Linked DNA regions of Sus scrofa: all the other regions are linked to region 1. A link is a contact called in public HiChIP or PLAC-seq and promoter capture Hi-C data. All regions are on one chromosome and are shown on one strand. The core of a region is the stretch at or near the end of the contact, and the rest is flanking DNA. Distances in the headings are between cores, read along the strand shown.

What was found. Promoter capture Hi-C pulls out the DNA fragments that hold promoters and counts their contacts. HiChIP or PLAC-seq counts read pairs in DNA pulled down with a chosen protein or histone mark.
Region 2: a contact with region 1 is called in an H3K27ac HiChIP or PLAC-seq map of alveolar macrophages. The contact joins the promoter of DISC1 here to the promoter of EXOC8 in region 1. A contact is called at or near these places in 1 of 47 Hi-C or Micro-C datasets (psoas muscle) and 1 of 2 datasets of contacts at active chromatin or transcription factors (alveolar macrophages).
Region 3: an H3K27ac HiChIP or PLAC-seq map of alveolar macrophages shows a contact between it and region 1. The contact joins the promoter of ARV1 here to the promoter of EXOC8 in region 1. A contact is called at or near these places in 1 of 5 promoter capture datasets (liver), 2 of 47 Hi-C or Micro-C datasets (liver and subcutaneous adipose tissue) and 2 of 2 datasets of contacts at active chromatin or transcription factors (alveolar macrophages and skeletal muscle).
Region 4: a contact with region 1 is called in a promoter capture Hi-C map of liver, with 2.7 times the contacts expected there. The contact joins the promoter of TSNAX here to the promoter of EXOC8 in region 1. A contact is called at or near these places in 2 of 5 promoter capture datasets (fetal liver and liver), 6 of 47 Hi-C or Micro-C datasets (fibroblasts, heart right ventricle, liver and 2 more) and 2 of 2 datasets of contacts at active chromatin or transcription factors (alveolar macrophages and skeletal muscle).

What each region holds. Positions count from the first base shown.
Region 1 is chr14:59,191,089-59,193,596 of Sscrofa11.1, forward strand. It overlaps EXOC8 (exocyst complex component 8), which reads left to right and starts at 1,257. Exons shown (of 1, transcript XM_005674519.3): 1 at 1,257-2,508. The coding sequence starts at 1,459. It overlaps SPRTN (SprT-like N-terminal domain), which reads right to left and starts at 1,133. Exons shown (of 5, transcript NM_001243554.1): 1 at 623-1,133. The coding sequence starts at 843.
Region 2 is chr14:58,962,698-58,965,205 of Sscrofa11.1, forward strand. It overlaps DISC1 (disrupted in schizophrenia 1 protein), which reads right to left and starts at 1,257. Exons shown (of 13, transcript XM_021073577.1): 1 at 810-1,257.
Region 3 is chr14:59,407,737-59,410,244 of Sscrofa11.1, forward strand. ARV1 (ARV1 homolog, fatty acid homeostasis modulator) reads right to left here and starts at 1,257. Exons shown (of 6, transcript NM_001243293.1): 1 at 1,019-1,257. The coding sequence starts at 1,222. It overlaps TTC13 (tetratricopeptide repeat protein 13), which reads left to right and starts at 1,392. Exons shown (of 21, transcript XM_001926644.5): 1 at 1,392-1,761. The coding sequence starts at 1,497.
Region 4 is chr14:59,057,045-59,059,552 of Sscrofa11.1, forward strand. TSNAX (translin associated factor X) reads right to left here and starts at 1,256. Exons shown (of 6, transcript NM_001243607.2): 1 at 1,127-1,256; 2 at 615-719. The coding sequence starts at 1,142.

The DNA of each region.
Region 1 (2,508 bases), core at 7-2,506:
CGCAACTTCATATCATATCTTAACTCCTTATTCTAGGTGGTTTTGTATCAATTCAAAAACTAGCAGGTAGTGTTCAGCTACACCTTAAACTTGTTAACTCCGTTGGTGTACAGGAGTCGTTTATTTCAAAAGGGGTTTTCTCCAACTCAGCGGGTAAGAAAAGGGTCCTTTCACAGGGCTCCCGGAAGACCCCCGCGTCCCAAAGTTATGGAAACATAGACCCCTTCCCAAGCTGACACACGGCTCACTGCAAGGCAGCGGCGCCGTAAAGACCACAGCTGAGGACAGCACACTTCCCGGCGCCCTCAGCATCTTTAGGGGCCGATTCTGGCTGTTTCTCCCTCCTGGGTCCTAGATCAGAAAGGGGAAAGGGGTGAACTCATTTTCCTGGAAACTGAGAAACATCCTTCTCTCTCACTGTGTTCCTTACCGGTCAGATCGCCGCGGGGTGGGCCACACGGCTTTCTGAGAGCTAACCAAGGGCAGTGAGAGAGGAAGGAAGGGAAGGGAGAGGAAGCCCGAGAACGGCTGGCTGTCCCTAGACCCGACCCGGGTCACTGCCCCGGCGCCGGGGCAGCGGAAGGGCCGCCAGCTGTCCGGTCCCGGCGGGCTCGGCACTCACAGCGTCATCCGCACGCTCCACTTCACTTCCACCGCCTCCAGTTTGCCCCAGAAGAAACGATCGTTGAACTGCACAAACAGGGCCTGCAAATCCGGCGTGGGGTCCACCAACTCCCAGGACGCGTCCACCAGCGACAGGGGCTCCTGGGCCGGATTGCGCTCCGAGACCTGCAAGTTCCACTCTTCCTGAAGCCGAAGAGCCAGAACCAGGTCCTCATCCATGGCTGCCCGGCTACCAGGCGGAGTCCAGATGGCTCAGAGAGCCTAGCCGTGCTCCTAGGAGATACCAGCTCCCAGGCCACTCTCGGGTCAGGCCACAGATCTCGCGAGACCTAGTAAACTCCGGCTCGAGAAAGAGAACCGAGCGTGCCCCGAACTCCAGTCAAGATTCTAGGGCTTAAAACAACAAAGAAAATTCAGCATGACACCTCCTAGTGGGCTCAACACTTGGGTTCCCGAAGCTTGAGCCCGAGGAAGGTTTCAAGTAGCCGGATACCGCCTTTACGGTTCGCGGGTACGGTCAAACATCAACGTCATGCTCGGCCCATGCGCAGTATCTACACCTCGCTGCTCCGCCCTCCACTCGCTTCCGCAGGAGCTTCTCCGGCGCATGCGCCCTAGGCCACTGGCGACCCTGCGCCGGCGCGCTGTTTGCGAGGGGCATCTTGCGCAGGCGCAGTGTCCGGACTTCAGACCCGGGCGCAGGCGTACTCGCCTGTCTTCCATCCTGCTTCCTCAGCCCTGGACTCGGCCGGGTTGGGTGGGCCTCGACAGTGGCGGCGGCGGCAGCGGCGGCGGTAGTAATAGTGACAGTGACTACGTGAGTCCCCGACGGAAATGGCGATGGCGATGTCAGACAGTGGGGCGAGCCGCCTGCGGCGGCAGCTGGAGTCGGGCAGCTTCGAGGCGCGGCTGTACGTGAAGCAGCTCTCGCAGCAGTCGGACGGGGACCGGGACCTGCAGGAGCACCGGCAGCGCATCCAGGCGCTGGCGGAGGAGACGGCGCAGAACCTGAAGCGTAACGTCTACCAGAACTACCGGCAGTTCATAGAGACGGCCCGCGAGATCTCCTACCTGGAGAGCGAGATGTACCAGCTTAGCCATCTGCTGACCGAGCAGAAGAGCAACCTGGAGAGCATCCCGCTCACCCTGCTGCCGGCCGCCGCCGCAGCCGCTGCTGGGGCCGCCACCGCCTCCGGAGGGGAGGAGGGTGGAGGCAGCGCGGGGGGCCGCGATCACCTCCGGGGCCAGGCTGGCTTTTTCCCAAGTCCCGGGGGCGCCTCCCGCGACAGTTCTGGTCCGGGCGAGGAAGGGAAGCAGCGCACTCTTACCACTCTGCTGGAGAAGGTGGAAGGCTGCAGGCACCTGCTGGAGACGCCGGGACAGTACCTGGTGTACAACGGGGACCTGGTGGAATACGAGGCGGATCATATGGCCCAGTTGCAGCGAGTGCACGGCTTTCTCATGAACGACTGTTTGCTGGTGGCCACCTGGTTGCCACAGCGGCGGGGGATGTATCGCTACGACGCCCTCTATCCCCTGGATGGTTTGGCCGTAGTCAATGTCAAGGACAATCCCCCCATGAAGGACATGTTCAAGTTGCTAATGTTTCCCGAGAGTCGTATTTTTCAGGCGGAAAATGCAAAAATCAAACGCGAGTGGCTGGAAGTGTTGGAGGAAACCAAGAGGGCCCTCAGTGAGAAAAGACGCAGGGAGCAGGAGGAGGCAGCGGCCCCTCGAGGGCCACCCCAAGTGACTTCCAAGGCCAGCAACCCGTTTGAAGATGAAGACGACGACGAACCAGCTGTTCCTGAGGCGGAAGAAGAGAAGGTGGACCTCTCAATGGAATGGATCCAGGAATTGCCCGAAGACCTGGATGTTTGCATC
Region 2 (2,508 bases), core at 7-2,506, 230 kb before region 1:
GCTCAGAGACGTTAAGGGCTCTGTCAAAGTTAGTGGGTCCTCTTCTGGCCCAGCAAGAACATACAGCCAGCACCCCTGACTCCAACGCTCTTTCTCTTCCCAAAGTCTCAGGTTCCTTTGCACGCATTTCAAAAGCGAGAGGGTAGGGGAGCTCTTGCCATTCCTGAAAAGCAGCCGTGCACTTAATGGCCCTCAGCGTCACCCCCGAGCTTTGACAGCGAGAGCCGTGCTCCGAACGGTGGAAGCAGAGCGGTCTCTCGGAGCCTGCGTGGGCGTTACTACCGCGGAGGAAATGGGAGGTGAGATTGTCCGCAAAGCAGCCCCCTTGAGGCGGTGCCAGCACCACGTCCCTCATTCCACCCCCGAACCCCTCCCTCCATGTCCCAGATGGGGTGAAACCCGAACCCCGGCTGGGTGTCCCGACTCAGTCTGGGGGGGGGGGGAGAGGAGGGGAACAGGGCGGCGGGGTTGTCCCCTTGTCCCGCGGGCGTGCGAGTGAGGACGCAAAGCGACGGAGGGAGCAGTCCCCGCATGCATCCAAACCTGAACGCGCCCCTTCCTGGGCCACCAGGACACACGGGGGCGGAAAAGACCTGGACAGCTCCCCAAACTGAAGCTCCAGGGATCTCAGCCCAGCCTTCGGGGGAACCTGACCCGACATCAACCCCAACTCTGCACACCACGCGCCCTGCCTCAGTTTCCCTCACCCCACAAGGGTGCACCGAACCCAAGTTGTCAACAGAGGCGCACCCCAGATCTGCACCCTCCCCGCCCGGCTTCTGCCGGGCCGCCGTGACAGCAACCCCTACCTGCGCGGTGGCCCCCGGCGCCACCGCCGGGGCGCCCTGGGGATCCCCGCCCAGCATGCGCCCCGCCCGCTGCTCCCGCTCCGCCTCCGCCGCCTCCAGCTCCTCAGCTGCCGGCCGCTCGGTGCGCCCAGAGGCCCGACGCAGAAGGAAGCGAGCGGCCAAACCGGACGGGAAGTGGGGAGGGGGCTGGCGAGGAAGGGGGAGGCTCCTTCCTTCTCCCGGGCGGGGCGGGCGGTTTCCTCTCCAGCTTCAGCCCCGGCACGCGCGCGCGCACATACACACGCGGGCACACGCGCGCGCGCGCGCTGGGGCGGGCGGGGCTGGTAGGCCGGCAGCTTGTGTCCCGGACCTCAGAAAGTTTGCTTTTCACTCTCGCTCTTTGCTGGCCGAGAACCAGAGGGGAAGTGCGGTGGGGAGAACGGGCGTTTGGGGAAGAAGAGACTGAGAGGCCTTCCTAGAGGGAGAGGGACGTCCGCAAAGCTGCCTCCCAGACACAAATTAGGGAAGTGGCCGAAGAGCTGATGGACGTGATCGAGGGGATATGTTTAGCAAGGGACGCGGGGAAGGAGGACGTGGGGAAAGAGCGGGGCGAGCAGTTCAGAATGAAATGAGACCCACTGTTTGAAGCTCCTGGCAGCACTGGACGGGTCCTTCGCACGTTAGGCAGCCAGCCCAGGACACAACTGTGATCCGTGCGGAGCCCTTAAGCCAGCCAACTCACCTCCTCCTCCGTCACGGTTCATTCTTCGTTGGGGGAGGCACCTGGAGCATCACTGAGGCTGCAGCTGCCAGAAATGGTTCTTGCCCTTAGGACGCTCCCCTCCAGGGGAAGATGAACACCTGCTATAAAACTTGGCATGTGAATACTCTTGTGTATGGGATGGATGGTCAGGGGGACTTGCCCAATAGCACAGGGAACTCTAACTGGGTATTCTGTGGTAAACTATATGGGAATGGATATGTGTATATGGGTTACAGAATCACTTTGCTGTACAGCAGAAATTAACACAATATTGTAAATCAACTACACTTCGGTAAAATCTTAAAAAAAATAAATAACAGGAGTTCCCGTTGTGGCTTAGCAGGTTAAGAATCCATCTAGTATCCATGAGGATGCGGTTTCCATCCCTGGCCTTGCTCAGTGGGTTAAGAACCCGGTATTGCTGTGAGCTGCAGTGTAGGTGGCAGATGTGGCTTGGATCTGGTGTTGTTGTGGCTGTGGTATAGGCCAGCAGCTACTGCTCTGATTCAACCCATAGCCTGGGAACTTCCATATGCCGCAGATGCGGCTCTAATAAGAAAAGGGAAAAAAACAAAAAAAACACTAAATAGCAGTACAGTTGAATTTGCCATGGCCAGAGGTTTGGCACAAAACATTGCAGAAGTTTGGGATAAGAGGGAGTGTTGTGAAGAGGGGTCAGAAGGGCTCCCTGAGCATTCTCTTGTGGCACAGTAGGTTTAGGGTCAGCCTTGTCTCTGCATCGACTCCGGTGGCTGTTGCAGTGCGGGTTCAGTCCCTGGCCAGGAAACTTCCACATGCCGTGGGTGCCACCAATAAAGGGGGGGAGGGGTCCAAGGAGGGAGGGACAGGAAGAGAGAGACAAAGGAAAGAACGAAGGGAAGGAGGAAGGAAGAGAGGCTGGCTCCCAGGAGGAAGGGGAAGGATCTTGTTACAACTAAAGAAGGCTCAAGGTCTTTC
Region 3 (2,508 bases), core at 7-2,506, 220 kb after region 1:
TGGTACATATTCATACTGTCTGCTCCCTGGTAAATTACTATGTGCTGTGTTTTTGGAATGAAGATTAATAGAAATGGGATCGGAAATGGGAGAAAAACATAGTGACTACCCATAATGTGACAGACTCTTTGCTAATGGCCCCCAAAGAACTTCCAATTTTATGACCTTTTTTTTTTTTTTTTTTTTGGTCTTTTTGTCTTTTTAGGGCAGCATCCAGGGCATATGGAGGTTCCCAAGCTAGGGGTCCAATCGGAGCTGTAGCCGACGGCTTACGCCAGAGGCACAGCAAGGCAGGATCCCAGCCAGGTCTGCGAACTACACCACAGCTCATAGCTCATGTCGACGCCGGATCCTTAACCCACTGAGTGAGGCCAGGGATCGAACCCGTGTTCTTATATGTGCTTGTCGGGTTCGTTAACCGCTGAGCTACGACGGGAACTCCCAATTTTATGACTTTTAAAACAAAGGACCATTCCCTATAAAGAGACTATGAACACTTTGAAAGCAGAACTTTTACTTCCTCATTTTTGGTTTTTGTATCACCAACGTCTAGCACAGTGCTTTATACACAATGCTGTCCATTCCATAACCACAATGGATGAAACCTGAAAAAATATCTAGAGAATTCGCCATAGGTTATGAAGCGCAAAGATGGCAACATCTGTCTATCAGAGGGAAAACAACTAAGAATGAAATAGCTTTACCGTCAACCTAATCTGACCTTTAAATTTCTCGGCACAGCGCCTGCATCCATCAGGTCCGAGGATCCGTCAGCAAACGTGACGGATCTGAGAAAAGCACTGTGGGGTGTGACTTCTCTACTACTCTAGGTATTCAGGCAAACATTCGACGGGGAAGGTCGAGCGTCAAAATTTAGTCTGTATTAGAAGACCCTGAAACTGTTGATTTTTTACATTTTATCACCCTGAACAGCTGATACAGATTCCATGGTCGCTCACGCTCCCCAAATCTCACTGCGCCATTTTTTCCCCAAGGAACCCCACAGCTGACAACTCACACAGATGGTTATCTTCAGCACGCCGTGGTTATAGTCTCGGTACAACTCCTTGGCCTCCTGGTTGCATTCGATACACCTGTACTGGCAGGAGGCTGAGGCAGCAGTAGGAGTCACTGCCACCCCATCCGCCTTCCCCTTTCCCGCTGTCACCCCTTCTGCGTTCCCCTTGCCTGGCCGAAGCCCACTCCGCCCACCAGTGCCCATTTCCACGCAACTGCAGCCCAGAACTTCCGATTCAGTGGCGGGGCAGACGTCAGACGCCAGACCGGAAGCCTTGCGCGCGCAGTGCTTGATGGGATTCGCAGTCCCGGCCCCAGACAGGGGGACCCAGACTGGCCTATATGGGACTACAACTCCCAGCAGGCACCGCCACTCTCTTTCTTCAGCCCCCCTGCCAAGGCCCACCTGCCCGCCTCGGGTAAGGGCTGGGAGGCCGCAGCGCGCGGCGAGGGACGCCGCACATGCGCCCTGAGGGAAGATGGCACCTGCCGGCTGCGGCTGCTGCGGCTGCTGGGGCGGCGCTGTGGCCGCCGCGGGCGCCGCCCGGCGCGTCCCGGTGCTGCTGCTGCTGGGGGTACTGTCCGCTGGGCCGCGGCCGGGCGCCCTGGCCACCGAGCACTACTCGCCGCTGTCCCTGCTCAAGCAGGAGCTGCAGCACCGGCAGCAGCAGGAGGCCCCGGCGGGCGGCGGCTGCAGCCCGCAGTCCGGGGACTGGGGGGACCAGTACTCGGCCGAGTGCGGCGGTGAGTGGGCGGCGGCGGCGGGCGGGCGTCCGGGTCGCAGCGGAGCGCCGGGTGGCGGGGCCTTGGGGGCTGCGGGCCCCGGGGCCGATGTTGCTGGCCGCCCAGGTCTCGCTGCCGCCAGCCGCGGCGTGTGCCCCCGCGGGAGACGGCTCCGCGAGGTGTCACGCCGGGGCCGCTTCCCACCGCTCACACCCACGCCGCTGTGCGCCCCTCTGCCGAGGCAGCCTTGGGAAGGGCGGTGAATAGTGAAAGAGCTGACAGCATGCTCCCGAGGCCAGGGCGGCCTCTCCGCAGTCCTCATAACTGTTGAAAGGGTGGAGGAGGAGATGGCAGGTGTTCCAGGGCAGCCCCCGGCCCCCACGGGGGCTGTGGGAGCCTAGGGAAGTACCGACAGACCAGGAGGACCGGACCCGCGTCCAGAGCCGTGATGCCTGGCCCATCTTAGGCCTGGAAACGAGATATCCGCCCCTCCCGGTTGACGTCTTGTGTTAAACACAGAGTCTAAAAATTTGATACCTGGAAAAAGAAGGGAGCAAAAGAGCAAGCCCATTGGATCTGCTCATTGACATCTTGCTTCTAGTTGTTTAAGATTGACCTGTGATCTGTCAGGTGTTTCCCAGGGCGTAAAAAGTGCCCTGGGGCACCCTGCCCATGTGTATCAGAGCTGTGTGTGTATTGGAACTGGGCCAGCTCATTCATTAAGATTGGGCGCTTTTGGCCTCAATTTAATAACTCATGGCAGATTCC
Region 4 (2,508 bases), core at 6-2,505, 130 kb before region 1:
GCAGACGCGGCTTGGATCCCGCGTTGCTGTGGCTGTGGCTGTGGCGGAGGCCGGCAGCTACAGCTCTGATTAGACCCCTAGCCTGGGAACCTCCATGTGCCATGGGAGCGGCCCCAGAAAAGGCAAAAAGACAAAAAAAACCAAAAAAACAAAAAAAAAAACCAGTCCCTGTCTTCAAAAGTCTAGCTAAGGAAACAAAACCAACACGTTAAAATTAATTAAATATATGTACACATACAGCTGATGTATATGCACACATCGCTGATATACACATATACAGTTGGTACATATACACACACCCAACATAAATATATACATAATAGATATATGTATACACACACCCTTGACACATATATTTACATATCACTCAGTAATTTTTCGTTATGTAGCACGTCTGATGTTAGTAAACTAATGTTTACTTGTGAAACTGCAATGCGGAAAAAAAAAGTCAACACTTTTGTAATCTCAACTTTCATGGCAGACCTAGCACCATCGCCAACACCTCCAGGAAAATTCCTGGCGGCTGTTTTCACGTGTAGGACATGGCTAAGTAACCCTCGTGACAAGCTCTTTAGTTCTCTTCCCTTCGCCAGCTTGCATGACAGAGAACTTACATTTGAAGGCCAACATCACAGGTGAAGATGAATTAAGATCCTTCCCTTCTCTTCTTTGGTTATGTGGGAAATTGTCATGCTTCCTTTTCCTGAACCCTCCTGAACCTTACATAGAGAAGGAAAAAAAGGTTGGACGGGGCTCTTCCATTACCAAGAGCTGACAAAAATTTACAGCGGGCAAACGCGTTCCTTTCTCTACAACCGGTATCCACAGAGAGGCTTTCTCAGCAGAAGGACCCTGCCTTGTCCTCCCAAACCTTAGGCTCACCATCCGGGCCTCCACTAACGGCTTCCTTACAGAGCAACTATCGAACTAAGATGAAAAACGGCTCGAGAATTTAAGAAAACACGAGGCATAAACAGGCCACTGTGGCCGCAAAAATCACTAGGGCAGCACCCCCGCCCCGAGCCTTCAGGGTGAGAGGGCATCCCGCAAGGGTGAGAAGTGGGAAATGTGACCAGAAGCCTGGACTAAACACAGAAATAACGCCCCAAATTGTCGAGGACGCCACCTTCTTTGCCGCTCATGTCGTCACGGCCTACGGCGAGAAGAGACGAGACTGGCAACCTGGAGGCGAGCGGAACGCGTAAAGTGGTGGCCGAAGAGCCCGCAGCGGCGCCCTGCGCAGCCGGCCAACGTCGACGCCCCGGCCGGAAGCGCGCGCCCGCAGCCACTCAAGCTTCTCCCTTGCCCTCGCATATTTCCGGTCTGCGTCCCCGCCCAGCCGCTGCTGACTCCGCCCCGCGCCTGGCCTGGGGACCTCGCACCCGCGCGCAGGCATCGAGCCTGCCCTCTGTCATGCCTGAAGACAGAAGAGACTCGGCACACTTCTCTGTATGAGCTGCTCACTTAAAAATATGGCGGACCGTGCTGGGAGTGAGGTCAACGTGAAGGTGGGAAAGCCAGGAAAATGTAGGTGATTTTTTTTTTTTTTTTCCCCTCAAGGCACCTTTGGGTCACCCTCTTGTTCCCTTGGCGTGGCCCTCGGAACCGCGCGGTGCATGGTGGGGTTGTAGTTCGTTGCCGCAGACGGCCTGGCTGGCGCCGGGAACAGAGAAGGCATCAATTCGCATCACCTGTGGCTATGTCCTCTCGGGAAGCAAACCAAACCTTAAAGAGTTGGGGAGTCTTTCAGTTTTCCATTCCTAGCAGTGACGCCGGCAGCTAAAGTGATGGAAATGTGCAAATCAACAAGTGGATGGCGTTGCTGGCATTTTCTCTAACGAAGGGAAACGGGCCCCTGTGTACTCCTCCCCTCGCCCCTCTCCCATTCTCCCATTCTCGTCGTCCTCCTGCCTCCTCCCGCCTTTCTCCTCTATGGGAACCGTGGAGCCAGACAGCTCGCGTTCACGGTGGTCTCCGCCACTGAGTGGTTGTGTGACCTCGGGGAAGCACTTCATCCCTAGCTTAGTTTCATCTGTAAAAGAGAGAAAGCAGGACCCACCTAGGAAGATCTTTGACCAGTAAATAAGTTACCATTGAGGCGCAGAAGACTCCGCTAAATATAAATTTTGATACCCTTCTCTCACCATCGCTCTCCAAAAAGAGAGAGGTCAGTGATGATAATAGCAGGTGTGCTCCACTAACTTGTGAGCATTTCATTGTAGGCAGGTACTGCCCTGTCTTTATAGACTTTGTGTCCAGCCCACCGCAACAGGTTCTTAGCACAGCACCCTTGTAAGCCTCGTTAACTGTCGGTGAACAGACGTTCCCATCTTCCAGATGGGCAAATGAGTGGCAATCCAGCATTCTTTAGATAAAATCTCAGGCTGAGGCTTGACTAGTTGTGTGGCCCAGGGCTTGCAGGGAAACCACAAGTACTTTTTTACTACATTTTCCCCAAATAACCCCCGTAATGTCCTGTGTTGTACATACAGTCTTTCCTCCTTAATT